Regions from separate parts of the Callithrix jacchus genome. Here region 2 is linked to region 1. Evidence: chromatin contacts called from public Hi-C data. All regions are on one chromosome and are shown on one strand. The core of a region is the stretch at or near the end of the contact, and the rest is flanking DNA. Distances in the headings are between cores, read along the strand shown.

Evidence for each region. A called contact is a pair of places that touch in the nucleus more often than the background predicts.
Region 2: a contact with region 1 is called in a Hi-C map of skeletal muscle, with 8 times the contacts expected there. The contact joins two enhancer-like sites. A contact is called at or near these places in 3 of 3 Hi-C or Micro-C datasets (induced pluripotent stem cells and skeletal muscle).

The regions. Positions count from the first base shown.
Region 1 is chr20:26,440,031-26,446,782 of calJac240_pri, forward strand. It overlaps TANGO6 (transport and golgi organization 6 homolog), which reads left to right. Exons shown (of 16, transcript XM_078357577.1): 6 at 1,025-1,137; 7 at 3,243-3,419. Among named protein-coding and RNA genes, the nearest start is that of TANGO6, 65 kb to the left of the region's middle. Within about 2 kb of position 3,156, at least 3 of the 16 cell types and tissues checked have an H3K27ac peak or open chromatin away from gene starts, as enhancers often do.
Region 2 is chr20:26,666,727-26,673,478 of calJac240_pri, forward strand. It overlaps CHTF8 (chromosome transmission fidelity factor 8), which reads right to left. Exons shown (of 4, transcript XM_078357586.1): 2 at 4,686-4,743; 3 at 4,305-4,422; 4 at 1,272-3,900. The coding sequence starts at 4,708. The coding sequence ends at 3,676. It overlaps DERPC (DERPC proline and glycine rich nuclear protein), which reads right to left. Exons shown (of 2, transcript XM_078357585.1): 2 at 1,272-3,900. The coding sequence starts at 3,679. The coding sequence ends at 2,105. HAS3 (hyaluronan synthase 3) reads left to right here. Exons shown (of 4, transcript XM_017966806.5): 4 at 1-926. Among named protein-coding and RNA genes, the nearest start is that of UTP4, 12 kb to the right of the region's middle. Within about 2 kb of position 2,710, at least 2 of the 16 cell types and tissues checked have an H3K27ac peak or open chromatin away from gene starts, as enhancers often do.

The sequences.
Region 1 (6,752 bases), core at 1,906-4,405:
CTCAGCCTCCCAAGTAGTTGGGACTGTAGGCATGAGCTACCACACCTGGCTAATTTTTAAATTTTTTTTGTAGGATGGGGTCTTGCCCTGATGCACAGCTGGGCTTGAACTCCTGGCCTCAAGCAATCCTCCCTCCATGACTTCCAAAAATGCTAGGATTACAGACATGAGCCATTGTGCCCAGCCGTACAGTATAATTTCTTTGAACATTTGTAGAATTAGGGAGAATAGGACATGTCCATGTGTTGGTCACATCTTAAGAGTGATGAATCTGGAGTAAGCAATGTTTTGGGTTTTGTTTTGTTTGATTTTTCAAATCTAGTTTTAAGTTTTTCCCTTAGGTAGTAATTACTTGTTCCTAATAGCAGGGCCTTCAGCAGAAGGACAGTTATCAAATAGTTAAATAGGCAAATTAGGAAACTCAGACATAGCCAAAAGTAGGAAAGGAAGAGGTCAGAAAATGGGTGAGTTGACCCATTCTAGTCAGTTCTAGAGACTGCACACATGAAATGCTGCTACTCCAGTTCCCTCTCTTGATTCAGCCCGTCTACCAAACTCAAATGGTTTCATTGCCATACCTGAGCCTATCCTTGGAGCTAAAATAGTGTGATTAGGGCGAGATACTGCTTAAGACACTGAGCCCTGGCCAGGCATGGTGGCTCACACCTGTAATCCCAGCACTTTGGGAGGCTGAGGTGGGAGGATCACAAGGTCAGGAGTTCCAGACCAGCCTGGCCAACGTGGTAAAACTTCATCTACTAAAAATACAAAAATTATCTGGGCGTGATGGCACATGCCTGTAATCCCAGCTACTTGGGAGGCTGAGGCAGGAAAATTGCTTGAACCTGGGAGGCAGAGGTTGCAGTGAGCCGAGATCACACCACTGCACTCCAACCTGGGCAACAAGAGTGAAACTCCCTCTTGAAAAAAAAGACACTGAGCCCTGCTAGGTATCTGGTATGTGATTCTCATTGCTCTGGCCAGGCAGTCATGGGATTATTCTTCACCATTTCGTTTTCCTTAGGTGTACGTGGTTGGGAATGAACCTTTAACAGTTTTGATGGATTCTCTGCTTCCAGTCCTGGGAGTGCTTTTTCTTCTCTACTGTTTTACTAAGCAGAGTGTATCTCACATAAGGTAAACAATCAAGAGACCCTTATTTGTTTATAAATAGAATCTTATTTGTTTATAAATTGTGACACCTTTTTTGCATGTTGTTTTTGTTCTTATTTTGAATATAAGACTTTGCCACTTTGAAATTACCATTTTCTTTCAAAGTCAGGAAAACACTGGGATCTTCCTATTTTGCTCATCTAGAAAAGAAAGAGAATTTTACAGATCCCAGAGCATTGGATACAGTTTTTAGAATGACTTTCCTCAGCCTCTGTCCTGGATCTCAAAGACAAAATCTCTGTTTACATGTATAGACATGCCACTTTTTGATCAGTGAGAAATGCTACGATAACTTGTCTAGGAAGGAGGAAATAGGGGATGGATCATAATGACCTTGTGGGGAGTTAGAAAACAAGTTGGGAAATCTAGATCTGAATGTGGCACTTTGTAATTTAGCCTGGGATTTGGTGTTGGTGATGCAGTGTGTTGTTTGGAAAGAAGGGATTCCTTAGTCATCTAGAAAATACTGCTTTGTCATAGTATTTAAGTAGGATTCATTTTGTATCAGCTCCATTTTCACAGTAATTTATGTTGTTTCTTCCTCCAGGCAAGAGTTATTCTGTCTCAAGTCATACAGAATTATGATTTTTGGGGTTTGGTGATCCCCGCATGTAATCCGATATACGATATACGATAATAGTACCTTCTTCACAGAGTTATTGTGAAGACTAAATATGCACTAATGTGTTTAGCACAGTCCCCTGCAAATAGTAAGCTCAGTAAATGGTAGCTATCATTATCACCATTGCTAAGTGGTGGAGGAAACACCATCTTTTGTACTATTCAAAGCTTACATAATGTTCTCGGCTCTTCAGCTTGGGTCAGCACACCGTTGTAGCCCACAGCCACAATGGCAATGACGAGAGAATGCATTGAAGAGGGAGACTGTGCATCTGTGAACTTGGTTTCAAGGGACAGTCCACAAAATAACTCTCGTTTTTGTTTTTTTTGAGACAGAGTCTCACTCTGTCACCCAGACTTGGGGCAGTGGTGTGATCTCAGCTCACTGCAATCTCCGCCCCCTGGGTTCAAGTTATTTTCCTGCCTCAGCCTCCTGGGTAGCTGGGATTACAGGCATCTACCATCATGCCAGGCTAGGATTTTTGTTTGTTGGTTGGTTGGTTTTTTTTTTGAGCAGAGTCTCAGTCTGACACCCAGGCTGGAGTGCAATGGCTTGATCTCGGTTTACTGCAACCTCCACCTCCCAGGTTCAAGCAATTCTCCTGCCTCAGCCTCCCGAGTAGCTGGGATTACAGGTGCCCACCACCACACCCAGCCAATTTGTTGTATTTTTAGTAGAGATGGGGTTTCACCATGGTGGCCAGGATGGTCTCAATCTCTTGATGTCGTGACCCGTCTACCAAAGTGCTAGGATTATAGGCATGAGCAACTGCTCCTGGCCAGTTTTTGTGTTTTTAGTAGAGATGGGGTTTTACCATGTTGGCCAGGCTGATATTGAACACCTGACCTCAGGTGATTAACCTGCCTCAGCCTCCCAAAATGTTGGGATTACAGGTGTGAGCCACTGCACCAGGCCTCTTGTTTTTGTTTTAAAACCCAAGTTCTCACAGCACTGTCGTGTTCTCATCAGAGACTGACAAGGAACGTGTGAACATTGGTTTAGTTCCTCTCCTAGTTGACTGGCACAGATGAAAGGGGTTAAGGAATCAGTGATATTTTGTTGATATGCTGCTTCTTCGTGTCCAGCTATTAGTCCTGCTGAGAGTAGATGATTTTTATCCGTGTATACTTTCTCTGACAGTGCCTGATGCAAAGGCAGTAATACACTTGGAATTACCAAAAAAGAAAAAGAAATTACGCGGGGCTCATGTAGCATATCAGGGTTGCTTCCAGAGCCAAGGATTAGTCAGTCATTGAATTTCAGGATATTTGCATTCTGAAATTCGCAAGAGGCATACTTTCCTCTCCTTCATTTCAGCAGTACTGGGAAATTGTGCCAGCATTTAGAATGCAGTGGAACCTGACAGCCTTTCTTTCTTTTTTTATGTTAGCTTGTTAGATGCATGGAGTAAGATGACAAGCTCATTCATAACTGCTTTTTCTGCCAGGTCACTTTGCCAAGAGATCTTATTATGGATTCTGGGGAAGCTGGAAAGGAAGAAGGCAATTGCCAGCCTGAAAGGATTTGCAGGGTTGGACAAAGCTGTGCCCTCTCTCCATTCTCTGTGTCAGTTTAGAGTCGCCACTCAAGGTGGCATTATGATTACCATCAAAGAGGCCATTAGGTGAGTCCACCCATCCATTGCTGTCTCTCTTCAGATTTAATTTTGCCCAAAAGGCCATTCAGTGATTCAACCACTAAGGGGTGCTAATAGAAAAGAAACCAGAAACTCGTGTCGCTGAGGTGCCTGCTATTTATATTCTCTAAATGAAATATGAGCCTTAAATAGTCCTCCAGGTTTTTTTCCAAGGTGCCTGCTAATAGTTGGTGCAATTTACTGGAGCCTTACAGCCCTGCATCACAACAAGCCCGCTTACTCCACCATCTTTGCCAGTTAATCAGAGTAAAGGACAGACACATTCACCATTAACACCATAATAATCCAGTTCTCTTTCTGACTCTCAAAATGGTATATGTGTGTGTTTATAGTCAGACTTATTCCTGAGGGAAATTGTCTAATAGCTATCTTTTATGCTAATTTTATGATGGAGATTTCTCATAGGTATTGATTAGAAAGTACTTAATAAATATTAGTGGAATGGATCATTTATTTCTCCAACATCTCACAATTGTATATTTTAAATTATTTCTACTTTCTGGATAATCTGATGTTATTACCTCAGAAAATAAATTCCTGTTGGTCATAGTCCATGTAATATTAATAGATGACAGCTATCCTGTTTGGATTTCACATCACATTCAGAGTGCTACTGTGTGTTGAGGTGTTGAAATATAATTATATATTCATAGTTAACTTGGTATAGTTTTAAAATACCTCTTCAGTTTGATGGACTTGAGGAAAATAGAAAAACGCATAGATTGCAAACAGAATTATCAGTATAAACTCAAACTGCTATTCTACCTAGCAACAGTTCTCAAGAAGATGTTTTTGGCCAGGCATAGTGGCTCACACCTGTAATCCCAGCACTTTATGAGGCTGAGGCAGGTGGATCACCTGAGGTTAGGAGTTTCAAACCAGCCTGGCCAACGTGGTGAAACCCCATCTCTATTAAAAATACAAAAATTAAGCTGGACACGGTGGCTCACACCTCTAATCCCAGCACTTTGGGAGGCCAAGGTGGGTGGATCATGAGGTCAAGAAATCGAGACCATTCTGACCAACATGGTGAAACCCCATCTCTACTTAAAAAAAAAAAATTAGCTGGGTGTAGTGGCGTGCGCCTGTAGTCCCAACTACTTGGGAGGCTGAGGCAGGAGAATGCTTGAACCCAGGAGGCAGAGATTGCAGTGAGCCGAGATTGCACCGCTGTACTCCAGCCTGGCACCTGACAACAGAACAAGACTCTGTCTTAAAAACACAAAAATACAAAAATTAGCCAGGCATGGTGGTGCATGCCTGTAGTGCTAGCTACTTGTGAGGCTGAGGCACAAGAATTGCTTGAACCATGAGGCGGAAGTTGCAGTGAGCTGGGATTGCACCACTGCACTCCAGCCGGGGTAACAGAATGAGACTGTCTCAAAAAAAAAAAAAAAAAAAAAAAAAAAAAAAAAAGAAGGGTCTGGCACAGTGGCTCATGCCTGTAATCCCAGCACTTTGGGAAGCCCAGGTGGGTGGATCACTTGAGGTCAAGAGTTTAAGACCACCCTGGCCAACATGGTTAAACCCCATCTCTACTAAAAATACAAAAATTACCCAGTTGTAGTGGCAGGCACCTGTAGTCCCAGCTACTCGGGAAGCTGAGGCAAGACTGTCACTTGAACCTGGGAGGTGGAGGTTGCGCTCCAGCCTGGGTGACAGAGCAAGACTCTGTCTTTAAAAAAAAAAAGAAGTTTCTTTAAAGAAACTCTATAAGAGCAGCTTGGATTTATGATCTTTAGATCTAGAGTTTTTACTTTTCTGGAATTAAATATAATTGTTCGGAATTTACTTTTTATTGTTGAAATTTTAAGAGTAGTACTTAAGAAAATTGTCCTGTGTTTTTGTTTTGTTTTTGAGGCTGAGTCTGGTTCTGTCACTCAAGCTGGAGTGCAGTGGCACAATCTTAGCTCACTGTAAGCTCCACCTCCTGGGTTCAAGCAATTCTCCTGCCTCAGCCTCCCAAGTAGGTGGGACTACAGGTACCCGCCACCACGCCCAGCTATTTTTTGTATTTTTAGTAGAGATGGGGTTTCACTGTGTTGGCCAGGCTGGTGTTGCACTCCTGATCTCGTGATCCACCTGCCTCAGCCTCCCAAAGTGCTGGGATTACAGGCGTGAGCCACCTCACTTGGCAACATCTGTCATTTTTTTTCTCAATTTAGTCTGAAAAAAATTTATTTCATTGGTCACAGAAATAACACATATTCTTTGTATAATGCAAAAAGCACATAAAGAGGAAAACAAAAGTCAACCAGTGTCTTATTTCCTGTTCACATTATATTAGCATTTTGCTTTTTAGTACCTCTTCAGTGCCTTTGTATTTGTTTACATGATGATGTGGAATTATAATATAGTATCTTGGGCTGGTTACGGTGGCTCATACTGGTAATTCCGGCACTTTGGGAGGCCAGGGTATAAGGACTCCTTGAGACCAGGAGTTTAAGACCAGCCTGGACAACATAGCAAGACTCCATTTTTAAAAAATATATAAAGTGTGTGTATGTGTGTGTGTGTGTGTGTGTGTGTAGTATCTTGGTCTCTTCACCTGTCAGAAGAATTAAAAACTAAAAGCTGTAGCACCTCATGAGAAAGTACAAAAATTTCTTGATCAGCCTGGGCAATATGACATGACCTGGTCTCTACCAAAAAATACAAAAATTAATTGGTCATGATGGTGCACCTCTGTAGTCCCAGCTGCTTGGGAGGCTGTAGCCAGATTTTGTAAGACCACCCTGGCCTTGGTAATCACATTCAACCTACTCATTTTTCTGAACCTTTATGCGTTTTCCTATTTCAGCTAACTGGTTCCTTTCAGTTGAGGTTGACTGCATGTCCGCCCGTGATGATCATGTCTTTCTGCTGCCCATAACCCTTCAGTGGCTCATCAGAAAAAAGTCAGAGTTTCTTTAAAAAAAATTAAATGAAAGTTGCCAGGAAAATTAAAATAAAATAAAAAAAGTCAGAGTTCCTTTGAATGACATCTAAGGCCCTCTGTGATCTAGCCTTACTTTGCAGCCATCTCTTTGTTTGTTTTTCTTCAGGACCTAGAATATCTGCATGTAACTTATATTTTAATTCCTCCTTGCTTTTGCAACTTCTGAAATAAGAGTAATTCTTCAACATCCGTTTTTTTTTTTGTTTGTTTTTTTTTTTAGAAATAAGATCTGCCAGGTGCAGTGGCTCACACCTGTAATCCTAACATTTTGGGAGGCAGAGGCGGGTGGATTGCCTGGGCTCAGGAGTTCGAAACCAGCCTGGGCAACAGGGCAAAACCCTGTCTCTACTAAAATACAAAAA
Region 2 (6,752 bases), core at 1,460-3,959, 230 kb after region 1:
GAGAATGAGGGGAAGCCATATTCCAGTGACTTGCAATCCATGCTGTTCTCAGCTTTTGAGTTTAAAACCTGGGATCCTCAGCCTTTAACTTAGAGGTTGCTTGCTTGCCCTCCAAATGTCGTTTCTGAGGGGCCAGCTAGCCCGTGCAGAACCAGCACTAATGTGGACAGCAGCAGACAGGGCAAGCCTCTAGTGTACCGCGGTGCTTCCTACAAAGACGCAAAGTGTGCTCTGAGCCACAGATGGGCAAACTCTGGTGCTTTCCTTCATCTCCCATGAACTCAAGGGTTTTCCAGGTGTAGCCAACAGTTGTCACATCACACAGACTGAGTTTCTGCTAAGACTGGTGGTTGACATAGGACCCAACCCATGAAAGCTGGAAGGCAGCAAGCATTTGCTAAGGCCGCCCGCTCCAGGCAATCGTTCTGCTGGCCAAGAAGTAAACTATTTTGAGCATTACAATGGAGGAAATCCGGTCAACCAAGTGCAGAGTTCAGACTTCACTAAGGGCTTGTTTTTCTTCAGCATTTACTTGAAGATTAACGTAGAATGACAGGCTGTCCCACCAACAGCTCTGCCTTGCACTGTGGTCATCAACTTTCCTCAAATCAAAAATAGGCAGGTACAGGTAGTGGGCTCACAACGTTTGACCTCGACTGGTTTTTCTAAGTTATTTTGTGTATTTTTCAGCAGCAAAACCAAACTGGGTCTTCAGCTTTATTCCCATTTCTGGCAAGGGAAGAGCCTTTATACAATTGGACGCATTTTGGTTTTTCCTCACTGAGAATTCTAATCCTCTTTTGTATTGTTTTTACAATAATTTGTAAACATATTTATTTTTACCTGCCTTTTTTTTTTTTTAACTTTTCAGGTCAAGTTTTTTATACTGCACTTGTCAAAATAAAGATTCTCACATATGCTGGTTATCTCTGAACTACTACTTTGTACTTAATGAAAGCTAGCTCTTTATTCCAGTTTCAAAGGAGGGACTTTAATATTAGAGTTTTGTTGGGGGGACCCAAGACTGGGCAACATGTCCATTCTGGTAACTGTACACTCATGGGGGCTTCACTTTCAGTGTAGAGGGTCTTTGGTGAAATAACTGGCAGATGAATGAGCCCTTGCTAAGGCTAAAAACCAAAGCTTGTTTCCTCTTGGAGCAAGTGTTTTAGCTGACAAGATGTAAGACTCCGGCCACTCTAAGACAAAAGCAGAGTTACAACTTCCTTCCCTATCAATCAAACAGGTAATAAAATAGAGTGACACCAGCAGCCCTCTCATCCCATTTATTAAAGAAACAGTAAGAAAAGATACAATGCAAGAAAACCACCAACCATCCTTTCACATCAGGCTGAACAAAGCACAGTGACTTATTCCCTTAATTCCCTCACCCCCACCCCAATTCCCATATTCCCACCCACATCAATTTAAATTTTTGAGGTTCTTTGATTGGGAGTACCAGTAAGGAGGGAGTTGGATGAGTAGAGGAGCCTTAAATCTGGCCACCTCTAAGTCCCAGGAAGAGAGGTGCAGACCCAGTCAGTCAAGCAGAAACTGCATTCGGTGGGTCTTTGAAGTGGTTGTCCATCTCCCTGTTCTGTGTCCAAGCCCCCAGGGAAAGGTATGGCAGTAGAGGATGACCAGGTCCAAGCTGCCCAGGTCAGAGCTATAGAAGCATGATCCATTCACCAACACCACGTTTCTAGAGAGCAGTGAGCTGATTCTCCAATGGTGAGCAGGGTACTACATGTGAACTGGGACCTGCAGGCCAATGTATCCCTGAGGAAAAGTCCACAAGAACAATTCAAGAAACTAGTAGGAAACAGGCAGAAAGCTGCGGGACGAAAGCACGGAAGGCTTCTGGGAGCTGGAGATCCTTTTCTCAAGGCCAGGACTATTCCCACCTGCCACAGTTCACATGCCACAAACAACATCTCACCTTCAGTCAAGAAAAACGCAGAAGAAAAAGATAGCTCATTTGAACTTGAGCCCCAGCTATGTTCTTCAGACTGCAGCTCCACAACTACCCTTTTACCTAAGAGACAGCCCCTGCCAAGAACCACAGTGCCTAGAAACCAAGGTGGTCCTGGAGGGAAAATGATGTTTAAGGGGGTAACATTCCATTTGGGTATATTGCAGCCATTGGACCCCCTGGTCTGGGGAAAGCAGCTGGGTTTGTGCCAGGGAGGCTCCCCACTCTGGGAAATGGGACAAAACTCTTGCCTGCAGGGCCATTCATCCTTGGAAAGGAAGCTGGGTTGAGACCCAGGGTCCCAGTTGGCCTTGCAAAAGGAGCTGGGTTGATACCCATAGGGCCTGCTGGAGAAGAGCCCAGGTGCCCAGCAGCTGACCTGGGGAAAGCAACTTGACCAGAGCCTAATGGACCAGTAGACCTTGGGAAGGTAGTTGGACTTGGACCCTGCAGGCCAGCAGCCCTTGGGAAGTTAGCTGGGCTGGAGCCAAGTGGCCCAGAGGCTCTTGGGAAAACTGTTGGATTTGAGCCCTGGAGGCCAGCAGACCTTTGGAAGGTAGCTGGGTTTGATGCCAATGGGCCAGAAGATTGAGAGAAGGCAGATGAACCCACTCCCCTGGGAAACGGATTGGCATTTACCCCCATGGGGCCACTTGGCCTTGAGAAATGAGCCGAATTAGGGCCTATGGGGACAGGAGCCCTTGACATGGGAGATGGGTTTGGCCCTGTAAGGCCAATTCCCCGAGAGCCAGGACCTGAGTTTGGGCCCATCGGGGCAGGTACTCTTGCCATGGAAGATGGGCTTGGGCCCATGTTTCCAGAAGCCTGTGTGAACGAAGCCGAATTTGCTCCTAAAAGACCTGCTGCTCTAAGAATGGGGGCAAGATCGAGGCCTTGAGGTCCAGCCATTCTTAAGTTAAGACCTGATCCTGTGCCCAAGAGGCCACCTGCTCTGGCATCTAGATTAGGGCTTGGGCCCAGGCCACTTGGTCTTGGGTTGGGCCCAAGGCCTGGGCCTGTAAACACACCTGACCTGGGGGCAGGGTTTGACCCTAAAAAGCCTGATCTCAGATTGGGGTTTGATCCTGGGCCCAGGCCAACTGGTCTAGGATTGGGAGGACCATTCCCAGAGCTCAACACAACACCTGCTCTCAGGTTAGGTCCAGATCCGGGGCCCATGGGACCACCACTTCTGGGGTCAGGACCTGCTCCCAGGAGACCACCTGCTCTTGGGTTGGACATAGGACCTGATCCTGGGAGACCCCCTAACCTGGGGTTAGACAGAGGCCCTGGGACTGGAAGACCCCCTGTCCTAGGGTTTACCACAGGGCCTGGGCCAGGGGCTGGCCCCAAGAGGCCACCAGGCCTTGGGAAAGAAACTGCACCTGTGCCTGTGGGATTCATCCCTCTTGGAAAAGAAGCCATGCTTGGGTCACGAGTACCAGCCGGGAAAGGTGCTGGATTTGAAGCCAGTGAGCCTGATGAAGCTGGAAAAGGAGATGGGTTCCTTGGAAATGGGGCCAGATTTCCACCAAGAGAACCGGCCGCCATAAGGAAGGGATCTGAGTTCACACCCAGTGGGTGGCCTGCGTTCAGAACAGGACCTCCCTGTGGTCCCAGGGAACCGTTGAGCCGTCCTCGAGGTGGCAGTGGAGCACGAGTCCAAGGAGTTGGCCGCTCTCTAGGGAATATCCGAGGTTCTTTCATACTTTCTTGGGGACGTTGGTGATAATGGGCTTCGGACGGATTTTGAAAAGGATCTTGTCTTTGATGAGTGCTGTCACCAGATACCGGGTGCCAGTTTCATGGCGAAGCTCATCGCAATCCTGATCCCCAGGAGTGTGTTTGACAAGGACTGCAAAAGGTTTCTCCAGGTGGATGATTTTCCCATACAGGATATGATGCCCCACAATCAGCACAGGGATTCCCTTTGGCAGAACAAGAACAAGATTCCTGAGGTTCAGGACAAGGCCATAACACTCAGGTGCCTCCTAAAGCTGCTCTTGGCAGGCTATGCCAGCACCTCCACTCCCTGGTCTAGCTCTGCCATTGCTGAGCAGCCACACTGGACCACCCACCCATGTGCCCTTTTTACTCTTTCTAGCCCCACATAAGAGTATTTCCACTTTCAGAAAAGTGAGCTTTCTAGATTCCCCAAAATTAAATTTCCCTGCTACTGTAGAGGTAGGGGGAGAACAAGCAGAGAGCATCGCAGATTAGCTAGACCCTGAATAACAAACCTGAGGCAGTCCTCACTCTGGGTCCTGGGAGCACCACCTTGGTGTAGCTTGCTTTCCTGAGGCATTAGGCAGGGAAAGAAAAGCCCCCTCACCTCAGTGGTGTAATGTAGGTCTCCCAGGAGGTTTCCAGCTAATCCAGTGCTGTAGCGAGCCTCGATCTCCCCCTGTAGCTCCATCAGCACCCATTCTGCCAGGCCTCCAGCCCTCGCACTGCAAGCAAAGGGCTGGCGGTTACAATATTTTTGAGGGGTGAAGGATGAATAGTGTCCTACACCACCATTCAAGGTCCAAAAGACCTCTTTGTTGGACATAAATTCTTGGGAAATTGGGCAGTGCTAGGCACTGAACTAGAGATGAGAATGCAAGGATTTGTGCAAGATGCACCTAAGGACCCTGATTCTTCCAAAAACATCTCACACCTCTATAGCCCGCATCATTTCAAGCCAAATTTTAAAATCTCAAAATGTGCTCACCTGGAAATAACAATTTGCACCATGAGCTTTCTGTCTTTAAATATCAAGTGAAAACAAGCTGTAGAGAAAAAAGATAAAGAGATTTAGGGTAATAATAATGACAACTAATTATTTTTTTCTTCCCTAAGATGGAGTCTTGCACTGTTGCCTGGGCTGGAGTGCAGTGGTGCAATCTCAGCTCACTGCAACCTTCGCCTCCTGGGTTCAAGCGATTCTCCTGCCTCAGTCTCCTGAGTCACTGGGATTACAGGTATCTGCCACCATGCCCAGCTAATTTTTTGTATTTTTAGTGGAGATGGGGTTTTACCATGTTGGCCTGGCTGGTCTTACTCCTGACCATGTGATCTGCCCGCCTTGGCCTCCCAAAGTGCTGGAATTACAGGTGTGAGACACCATGCCCAGCTGACAACTAATATTTATTACTGTGTGCTTTTCTAAGTGGTTTAGATACATTTTATCTTGTTCCTCTGACAATGCCATAAATGGAAGTATTCCCAATACAGTAAACATGAGATAAGGTTGCTTAAGATCACCAGTGGTCAACTGTATGTGCAAAAGTAATCAAGATCACATAGCTACTAAGAAAAAGATTATATGAACCTAAGACACAGATTGCCAAGACCATACTCTTGATCACTATGCTAATGTGCCTTTCTCAAGGATTTTTTTTTTAAGAGTCTCTCTTTGTCACCAGATCTGGAGTGCAGTGGCACTATCTCACCTTGCTGCAACCTCTGTCTCCCGGGTTCAAGCAATTCTCCTGCCTCAGCCTCCTGCGCTGGGACTACAGGCAGGCGCCACCGTGCCCAGCCAGTTTTTGTAATTTTAGTAGAGATAGGGTTTCACCATGTTGGCCAGAATGGTCTTGATATCTTGACCTCATGATCCTATCACCTCAGTCTCCCAAAGTGCTGGGATTACAGGTGTGAGCCACCATGCCCAGTCTCTTTTTTATCTTCTTTTGAGACAGGGTCCCACTCTGTCGCCCAAGCTGGAGTGCAGTAGCAAGATCACAGCTCACTGAAGCTTTTACTTCCTGGGCTTAAGTGATCCTCCCACCTTGGCTTCTCAAAGTGTTGGGATTACAGGCATGAGTCACTGTGTCCAGCCTAGAGTAGTCTATTTCCTACTATGTTTCTAAAAAAAAAAAAAAAAGCCTATGGAATTTAAGATTTTACTTTTTCTTTGGTAATGATACAAGCTTCAAGTTTACCTCCTTGGTTATCAAGGTTCAAAGGGTCTCCCTTTAAAAATAAAGTCAAAGGGGCCAGGCATGGTGGCTCAGGCCTATAATCCCAGCACTTTGGGAGGCTGAGGTGGTTGAATCACTTGAGGTCAGGAGATTGAGACCAGCCTGGCAAACACGGTGAAACCCGGTCTCTACTAAAAATACACAAATTAGCCAGGCATGGTGGCAGACCCCAATAATCCCAGCTAATCAGGAGGCTGAGGTAGAACTGCCTGGCCAGGTGCGGTGGCGTGTACCTGTAGTCCCAGCTACCCAGAAGGCTGAGGTGGGAGGATCACTTGAGCCTAGGAGTTCTGGGCTGTAGGGCACTATGCCAATCGGGTGTCCGCACTAAGTTCGGCATCAATATGGTAACCTCCCGGGAGCGGGGGACCACCAGGTTGCCTAAGGAGGGGTGAATCGACCCAGGTCAGAAATGGAACAGGTCAAAAACTCCCATGCTAATCAGTAGTGGGATCGCGCCTGTGAATAGCCATTGCACTCCAGCCTGGGCAACACAGCGAGACCCCACCTCTTAAAAAAAAATAGAATCACCTGAACCCTGGGAGGCAAAGATTACAGTGAGCTGAGATTGCTCCACTACACTCCACTCTGGGCAACAGAGTCAGATTCTGTCTCAAAAAATAAAGCCAAAGAAACTGAAAAAAATCCTCCAAGCACCTTTAGTGAATGGTAAGCTGACTGACTTCTGATGTGACTCTCATCAAAAGCTTTGACCACCTTTCACTTTGATATGAAAATATCCCAATACTTAGATAACAGACTTTGGCTGGGCACGGTGGCTCACGCCTGTAATCCCAGCAGTTTGGGAGGCCAAG